2 separate regions of the Ovis aries genome follow, and region 2 is linked to region 1. Evidence: chromatin contacts called from public Hi-C data. All regions are on one chromosome and are shown on one strand. The core of a region is the stretch at or near the end of the contact, and the rest is flanking DNA. Distances in the headings are between cores, read along the strand shown. Region 1 overlaps LAMB1 (laminin subunit beta 1). Region 2 holds the start of LAMB1 (laminin subunit beta 1).

Region 1 (4,349 bases), core at 1,352-3,851:
TCAAGACCCTGTTTCCTTACAGCTTGCCTGTGTCTGTAATCCTGGATACATTGGTAAGTGAGGTGCAGACTTTCAGAGGAAAAGATGTGTCTTCATGAGGTTAGTGGTTAAGAAAGAAGAAAAGCTGAAGAGTGAGCCAATTTAATTGCTTGTTTTTAAAAAAATCTTTATTTAAAAGTGAAGGGAATCTGAAATGTAAAAGATGTGCTTTTCCTGTTTGGTATGTGGGATAGTCTTGATTCTCATGTCTCTGATAAAAATGTTATAATACAGAGCACAATAACAAGTTCATTTAAAGTCCGTGTAAAGTCTAATGTTCTTAACCAGTTCTGTTCCTAACCAGCAGAAAGATTAATTTATATTTCACTTCTTCCTTTCCTTATCCAACGCCTAGTAGGAGAGTCTCAAAAACTAAAGTAGCCAAATAGTGGGGAGAATGAAGAAAAGAATACCATGTACGAGTCCCAGACAACAGAATTGATCAAAGCTAAAAGTATTATTACTTGCTGTACTCACATTATCGGCCAGCATTCATGGAGTGTAGCAAGTTGTACATACAGACTCCCTTTATTTCATCCTTGATGCCACTGTTTCAGATACTCCTTATGCTTACACACAGCTCAGCCAATTTGCACTTTTTAGGATTTTTTAAAATTTACTGAAGTATAGTTGATTTACAATGTTGTTTATTTCCACTGTGCAACAAAGTGACTCAGTTACACATATATTTATCCGTTTTCCTGTTCTTTTCCATGTGGTTTATCCCAGGCTACTGAATATAGTTCCCTGTGCTATACAGTAGGAACTTGTTTACTCTTCGAAATCTCTTAAGAAGGGAAATTGGTCGTCACAAAGGGCCCCATTTTTCAGGTTGCTCAGAGAGGAGCCAGAGTTTTTCAAGGAATATAATCCTTGGGTTAAGATTTAACATCAAGCTAAGCTTTTTGCTGTGAAACCATTATTTCGCTCCTGATCTGTCCATCCCTGTGTAATGAGGAGCTGAGTCCATGGGTCGGAACTCTCCTAACTGTCCCTCCCCGACCATGACCGCAGAGCCAAGGCTGAAGCACCACCACTGCAAAGAGCCTGCTGCCTTTCACGACTGACAGCCCGTTCCCTGAAAGCGTGGCCAGCCTTGGCCCCGTAACTAGCGCCCTGGGGATCCAGGCACCACCTGGGTGGGCTCTCTGGTTGGCAGGAATGTCAGGGAACCAGATCTTGCAGTCAGCAAGCCAAAGGCCCCATGCTGGTTTTATTGGACAACAGGCTCCAGATGTGACGAGTGTGCCTCAGGCTTCTTTGGCAATCCCTCAGCTGTGGGGGGGACATGTCAGCCCTGCCAGTGCCACCACAACATCGACACAGCGGACCCGGAAGCCTGCGACAAGGAGACGGGGAGGTGCCTCAAGTGCCTGTACCATACGGAGGGGGAGCGCTGCCAGCTCTGCCGGTTTGGATACTATGGCGACGCGCTCCGCCAGGACTGCCGCAGTAAGATGCACACGCCCTCTGCCCCATCCTTAGAATGACTTCCACCCTCCTGTTCCTCCTCCCCTACCTCCTTCTTGGGGGATTTTATTCTTAGGGGATTTATCTCATCTGTGTTAGTCGTTCAATTCATGTCTGACTCTTTGTGACCCCTTGGACTGTAGCCCACCAGGCTCCTCTGTCTATGGAATTCTCCAGGCAAGAATACTGGAATGGGTTTGCCATTCCCTTCTCCAGGGGATCTTCCCGACCTAGGGATCAAACCCATTGTCTCCTGCACTGCAGGCAGATTCTTTACTGACTGAGCTACCAGGGAAGCCCATTATCTCATCAGGTAAAACACTTCTTCAGAAAGAGAAAATTTCATTAGGCACAAGAGAAAGTTAAGGATGATTTTTTTTTTAACAGCCGCGTTCCTGGCCCTGAAGTGTTGAGCTGTGGCTCAGCACCTGAGAAGGAACCATAAGCTGTACCACTGTCCCCATGATAAATGCCATCGATAGAGTGAACTGATTTTTTAAAAATTGAAAACAGTTTTGTTAAAATAAGCACAGTGCATCCTTGCATTGCATAAACGTCTGACATATGCAGGTCGATTTTCTTAGGTAACTAAGCAGCTCAGCTATCTGAGGCTGGATATGCCTTTGTGCTCACCAGCAGCCAGCGCCACATGCCTCCGACCAGGGTGGCCGGGCAGCCTCTGGACTGGCCCAACAGCAGGCGCAGAGCTCCTCACTGCCCCAGACCTGCACTGCCCTCCACACCAGGCCCGAGGGAGGAAGCCGCAGACACACTCTGCATAGGTCTAGAGTGGATTGAGTTTATGCTCTGCCATGGACTTGTTGATAACTGCATCCTAAATACACACTTTGGTCTACCCTTTTGTCAGTGATGGATAGAGCCTTCCAGCTTAAGGAAAAGAAAGAAGTAACATCCCTGAAGTATCTCTTTCAGAACTCGTTATTTCTCTCTTATCGCGAGATCAGTCAGCATTTCCTGCTGTGCCTGCACGGCCCCCAGGCCCTGTCTTTGTTGATACAAACACGTGCGGAATGTTGAGGAGCAGCAGGGCTGGATTTCTTCAAGCCTTCCTAGTTTAAAGGGCTGTACCTGCCATGGCTCACACAGCCGTGACTGCTGTTTCCTGCCAAGAGTTTGAAATCATTAGGTATCTCTGCTCCCACAGCCTGGTTTTTATTTCCAGTAAAATCCTCAATCTTACAATGATTCACCAGCCACTTATTAAATCAAGTATTTTTGAAAATACATGCCAGCCATTTTGCATGTCTGCCTGGGAAATGTCAGAGCTGTGTGGAACATCATAAGATGAAGAACCACAGGTTTAGAATTTTTTTTTTTAATCCCCTCCATTCCTTTCTCTTCTTGTTTGCATTCCCAGGTTGAAATCTAGGGAGAGAAATGGTCGTTGTTTGATGTAGCTGACTTCCGCACTATCTGTGTATTTTCTGAGTGGGCCTTTGTAAGTGCATCTGACCAGGTTGTTCTTTTTCAGAGTGTGCCTGCAATTACCTGGGCACGGTGCAAGAGCACTGTAACGGTTCTGATTGCCAGTGCGACAAAACCACCGGGCAGTGCCTCTGCCTCCCGAACGTGATCGGCCAGAACTGTGACCGCTGTGCGCCCAACACCTGGCAACTGGCCAGTGGGACGGGGTGCGACCCCTGCAGCTGCAATGCTGCTCATTCCTTCGGGCCGTCCTGTAATGAGGTGAGGCACTGTCCCCCAGGGCAGCCATCATAGCATAAGGAAAGAGGACTTTGGGTCCACATGACAGCTCTTCGGTGGCTGGGCCCCAGTTAGAGAAAGGCACCCCTCCTTGTGGTTACAGCCTTGCACCAGGACACACAGCTTGGCCCACACAGCACAGACTGGATATCTGCCCTCACTTGCCCCCGTGGGCTGGGACAACGTAAAGTAATGTGCATAGAGTCCCCACTGGATACCACTGGGGCACAGCAGCCTAGGACCCCAGCAGCGGGAGCAGGGGCCGGGCAGCTCGCTTTCAAACGGACTGGGGGGCCGGGAGGGGGGTGCATTTTTTCCAATACCTGGCTGCTGAATCAGACTTTTTTTTCTTAGCCACACAGCCTGAAATGGGCCACATCACAATAGCCAACATTGTAGAAAGTTCTCCTATTCCCTGACACACACAGAACGGTGTGTCACACACAGCCACAAGTGGTCCAGGCTTGCGAGTGACGTATGAGGATGCGAGTGAGGAAACATGTCCACAAAAGGGAACATGCTCTGGGCCTTCCCAGCCCCACTTACAGAGGAGCGGTTAGGAGATGCCAGCCTGGGGCCCTTAGCACCCGCGATCGGGGTGAGGTTCCCTGTTCTCGGTCAGGTCGGGTGCAAGGTCTTCTCGGGCAGGCCGTTAGGTCTCCCGGCCTTGCAGCTGATCTGACAGCTGATCTGTCTTTGGCCTCAGTTCACAGGGCAGTGCCACTGCATGCCTGGCTTCGGAGGCCGCACCTGCAGCGAGTGCCAGGAGCTCTTCTGGGGGGACCCCAGCGTGGAGTGCCGAGGTGAGCGTGGGCGCAGGACTCGCGCACAGATGGGCCAGGTGTTTGTGGGAGCTTTCTGTCCGGTACTGCACAAATGAACTTGTCTATAAGAACTAGGCTGGATTACAAAAGAAGTGCAAGCTCATTGTCTGACAACCACAAACCCCGGAGCCTGTCTAGCCCTGGAGACATGGAGGTGGTAAAAGCGGACCTGCTGACGGCTGGCTTTGCTCCCCAGGGCAGAGGTTTGTCTGCCTCAGCACAGACAAGCATACATACACACCCCAGACACACAGAATGGCTTTAGTTTTTACTTTTTTTTTAAATTGAAGC
Region 2 (4,349 bases), core at 1,096-3,595, 49 kb before region 1:
AACAGTGGGGAACTGAAGTCCTGTGGGATTTTTTAAGAGAGAATGGTGTCCTGGAAGCCAAGGAAAGGTCTCAAGAAGGGCGGAATCATGAGGATCACATGCCACAGAGTAATCAAATACCGAGAACATCCATTGCATTTGGCAATTAGAGGGTGGAGACGGGAGCTGCCTTCCAGTGGGATAGAGAAGCCAGGAGGAAACAAAGCGAGTGCAGACTATCCTTTCAAGAACCATGAAGTCAAAGGGAGGAATGGAGTAGAGGGTGTGCAGAATAAAGCTTCTTGGTTTTGGTTTTGTTTGCCTTTAAAATGGGAGACTTGAGCAGGTTTGTGTGTGAAAGAGCATTGCTCTCAGGAAGTGAGAGCAGGACACACTTTCCAGGGCAGAAGCACAAAAGATAAAGGTGAGAATGAAGACAGGCACATTCATAGATCGAGTGGTCAGAATATATGCATGCAAAAACAAACAAAACCCAACAAATCTTTTTTTTTTTTTTTTAATAAAGGTAAGTTTCCTACTGAAAGTGAAGTAGTAAGGAGCACGGGGCTGGGGGGGTGGGGTTGGGGGTGAGGGGTGGGAGTGGCTTTAGAGGAGTGTTGAAGGTGTCTGCCCTCTAGCAGAGGACACTGACCAGCAACAGACAGAACCACCAAGTAACAAGGAGGGCTCCCAGAAGAGGCAGAACCAGAGATGCCTGCAGTTTCTATGGAGGAAAAGCTAAAAAGCAACTTTGGCCCAGGGTATCCAAAGTTCCACAAAGGGAGAAGGCATTTACCTGTGAATCTTTTTAAGTTCTGAAGACCCTCCATCACAATATTAGACCTTCACAAGAACGCTAGCTTTCTGGGTGCTCAGGGCTGCCCAGAAAGCACCAGGGATCCTGAGCATCAGGTAGAGGCAGAAATCTCCAGAGGCTACAGGCAGGGCAAAGTGCTGATTTGGTGAATAATTAATGTATCACCACAACCTAAGGCTCCCCCCATCCCCACCCCACCCCCGCCCCTGGCCCTCAGTGGAAAAGGATGTAGATAAACTCACAAAGCAACTTACTCTATGGTCTAATGATTAAACTTCCCGGGGCCCTATTTCATTTCAACCAAGTTAAAAGCTGACCAACTGAGCACTTAAACCGTTCTGCCAGGGTGATTAATTAGAAAGTAAAATCTCCTGACTGGACTAACAACTAACATACTCCCCTCATATCAGGGGGCACTTTTGCCCAGAGGACTAAAGAAACCTCAAGCTTTGATTCCAGCCATTGCTAAGGCAGCAGAACTGGGACAGTTTACCAAAAGGGGGGTACAAAATGACACCAACGGCTTCTGTCCACTCCCCCCCCCCCCCCCCCCCCCCCCCCCCCCCCCCCCGGCCCCAACTCCCAGGAGCTGGGTGAGCGTGTATTTACGCCTTATTTAACCAGACAGGTCACATTCAGGGCTGCTAGAGACCCGACATCAGAGGCCCTCTCTTCCACCCCACCATTTGTACGCCACGTTATTCCTCCCAAGAATCTGCGAAGTTGTGCTTTTGTGGAGATTGTTAAGTGCGTCTCTTGAGAGACTTCCTTTCACGGTGAGATGGAGAAAAGTTCAATAAACTAACCTATATCGTTGTTGGAGAAGTTACCTGAATTCGCACCTGACATCTGGATTTGGATTTAAAAGTCGATTAAAAAAAAAAATTAGATGGGTAATTCAATGCTGTGGCTACCTGGGTGGCAGTCCGCCCCCCCCCGCCCCCCCCCCACCCCGCCCCTTCCCCGGCAGGTCCTGAGCTGGTGCGCAAAGGCAGCGGAGCGAAGAGCACTTTGCTTCCTTGGAATGAAGACATCCGAGGTGGCGCCGAGTCCGGATTCAGCAGTACAGGGGGCTTCCCCGCTTTCTCGGCAGCAACCTGCCAGGTGACCCTCTTTCTAAAGGGTTAACCAGCCCACGCCTAGCGCTAGAGTTTACAGCCTTGGGCACCTCTTCGTGACTCACTCCTTATAAATGTAAATGCAGGAGCGAGCGGTAGGTCCTGACCAGCCCCCTCGCCCGCCAGGCAATCTGAACACCTACCTCCCAGACCCGCCCGAACGCCTCGGGCACCCCAGCGCACGGCTCAGGACGCGCACCCGGTGGTCTCCTAGCAGCCCCGCACGGAACTGGAAGAGGTACTTCCCCATCGCATCCGCAGATGCAGCCTTAAAACAAAGGAGGCGCGGGGGGAGGGTGGGACCTGAACCTCACCCCCTCCCCTCCAAGCCGGGCCGCCCGGCCCCCTCCGCCCTGACTGCCGGTGTGCGCATGAGCAGAGGCGCCTCCCTCGGTTCCTCCCAGGGCGAAACTTTCTAATTCCCTTCTTTGGGCTCGGGGGCTGCCAGGCGCCGGCAGAGCGCTCGTCCCGCCGGGTGAGCAGGACACAGTGGCGGCGCGAGGTTACCCTCCCACCCTTCGCTTCCGTGGGAGCGGCAGGAAATGCGAGGGCCCCCTCTTCTCTGAATATTTGCCTTTTTTCTCTCCACCTCTCTAGAAAAGAAGACTGGGAAAAACAGCCGGCGGCTCGGTGGCCGTGTCCCCTGGGCTGCGGGGACGGACATGGGGCGGCTCCAGGTGTTCGCGTTCAGTTTCTTAGGTAACTCGGAGGAAAGGGGGCACGGGGTGTGTGTGTGAAGGGGTGGGCTTGGACTTGCAGGAAGAATAAGCCAAACCGCTGGAGTCAGCTTTGGGGGAAGCCTGTGGGGAGAGGGACTTGATAGAAATCTGCGTTGGGATTAATCGCCAGCGCCCTCGGTGGTGGCCGGGGACTGCATCCTGGGGTGTTTGTGCCCAGAGCTCCGGGTGCTCCCGCAGCTCCCGCTCTGGGCTTTGCGTCTCCGGCCCTTTTTCGGCGGGTCTCTCCATCTCTGGGGTCAGGCTTCATGGGGTAGTGGGCTAGCTGCGAAGGCTCCTCAGAAGCCTGTCCGGGATAGTGCCTGAGCTGAGTGCAGGCTTCATCCTGGGGACAAATTGGGGCCATGTGGCTTTAATTAACCATCGCTGTTTGCCCCCGGATGGCGCCAGAAACAGCTAGATCGGGAGCTTCCCTGGAATGACGAATCGCTGAAGCCAGTCCAAAGCCTCAGGGATTGACCACTCGCCCCTTGTTCGGGACAGTGGTGTCCCCCGCGAACCCCATGATCCCCCGTCCCCGGCGAAGCGTAGGCGACCTCCGAGTCTGTGGACACACATTCACGCGTCCACACGCTTACAAATTTCCACGCACACACTTGCACTGTCTCCCAAGGATGCACCGGCTACCGTGTGCGTGCGAGTTCACCTACAAGTGGGTGTGCGGCGTTTGCCCGCCTGCCTCCCTGCGCCCGAGTCCAGGAACCTCGAAGCTGCTTCCCAGGGCTGATCGGGGTGGGCGCGAGGGTAGGTGGGCTTCCTAGGAGTGATGCTTTGAGTTACTGGACAAACCTGCTGTATCTGTTTCTTTCTGAATCCTCCTCTCCACGTTCTGCCTTCCCGGCCTCACTCCATTGTGTCTCTTTCCTGTGTATCTTGCTTTTTTTCCCCCAATCTACTCTGTCTCCGCCCCCTGCTTATTCTCTTTGCCTGGGCCCGCTCCCTGCTTGTGCCCTACGCTGTCCGTCGGCGCCTTCCACAGCCCTGTGCGGAGTTGGAGTGAGCGCTCAAGAACCCGATTTCAGCTACGGCTGCGCGGAGGGCAGCTGTTACCCGGCCACAGGCGACCTTCTCATCGGCCGAGCGCAGAAGCTCTCGGTGACCTCGACCTGCGGGCTGCACAAACCCGAGCCTTACTGTATCGTCAGCCACCTCCAGGTGAGGGCAGAGAGATGGCTCCCCGCACACGTCTTCCAGTCCCCACCGAAGGGGAAGGCCTGGGGGACCCCGTATCCTGCCAGCTATCCAGATAGGAAGCTCAGCAGTCAGGGAGTCCCGGGATCAGGCTGGTAGCTCACCCCTTTGCCTCATCTCAGTTTGCACAGTTGCATCCGCCAAACATTTCCTGCCACCACTGTACAGAAAGGCAGAGCTGCAGACAGATCTTGGGGCACGTGCGCAAGCCTTGACCCAGGGTCTCCAAAAGCCCGTTTTTTGTTTTTAATTTTGTTTTTCAATCTTTCCCTTTTGGAAAATGTGTGTAAAAGGTGGTTTGTCCTCTTTGTTTTTTATATACTGAGTGGTGATCTTGGGTTTTCCCCAAGTCTTTCACTTGGATAAAGGGTATTCCAGCCCTAACAAATACCTTGCAAGGTCACTCTAATCATGGAGAAAAGCACTCCAATGTTTTTCTCTCCTCATTTGGTGCTGCTCCCATCCACCTCCATTAACCATCAGGATCAGATGCTTGCTTTTTCAAAA

Evidence for each region. A called contact is a pair of places that touch in the nucleus more often than the background predicts.
Region 2: a Hi-C map of mixed tissues shows a contact between it and region 1, with 2.6 times the contacts expected there. The contact joins the promoter of LAMB1 here to the enhancer-like site in region 1. A contact is called at or near these places in 2 of 16 Hi-C or Micro-C datasets (mixed tissues and tail adipose tissue).

Annotation. Positions count from the first base shown.
Region 1 is chr4:50,506,268-50,510,616 of ARS-UI_Ramb_v3.0, reverse strand. It overlaps LAMB1 (laminin subunit beta 1), which reads left to right. Exons shown (of 34, transcript XM_042248535.2): 21 at 1-53; 22 at 1,267-1,491; 23 at 3,002-3,216; 24 at 3,941-4,037. Among named protein-coding and RNA genes, the nearest start is that of LAMB1, 49 kb to the left of the region's middle. Within about 2 kb of position 2,601, at least 3 of the 54 cell types and tissues checked have an H3K27ac peak or open chromatin away from gene starts, as enhancers often do.
Region 2 is chr4:50,555,084-50,559,432 of ARS-UI_Ramb_v3.0, reverse strand. LAMB1 (laminin subunit beta 1) reads left to right here and starts at 2,345. Exons shown (of 34, transcript XM_042248535.2): 1 at 2,345-2,416; 2 at 2,512-2,613; 3 at 3,631-3,806. The coding sequence starts at 2,577.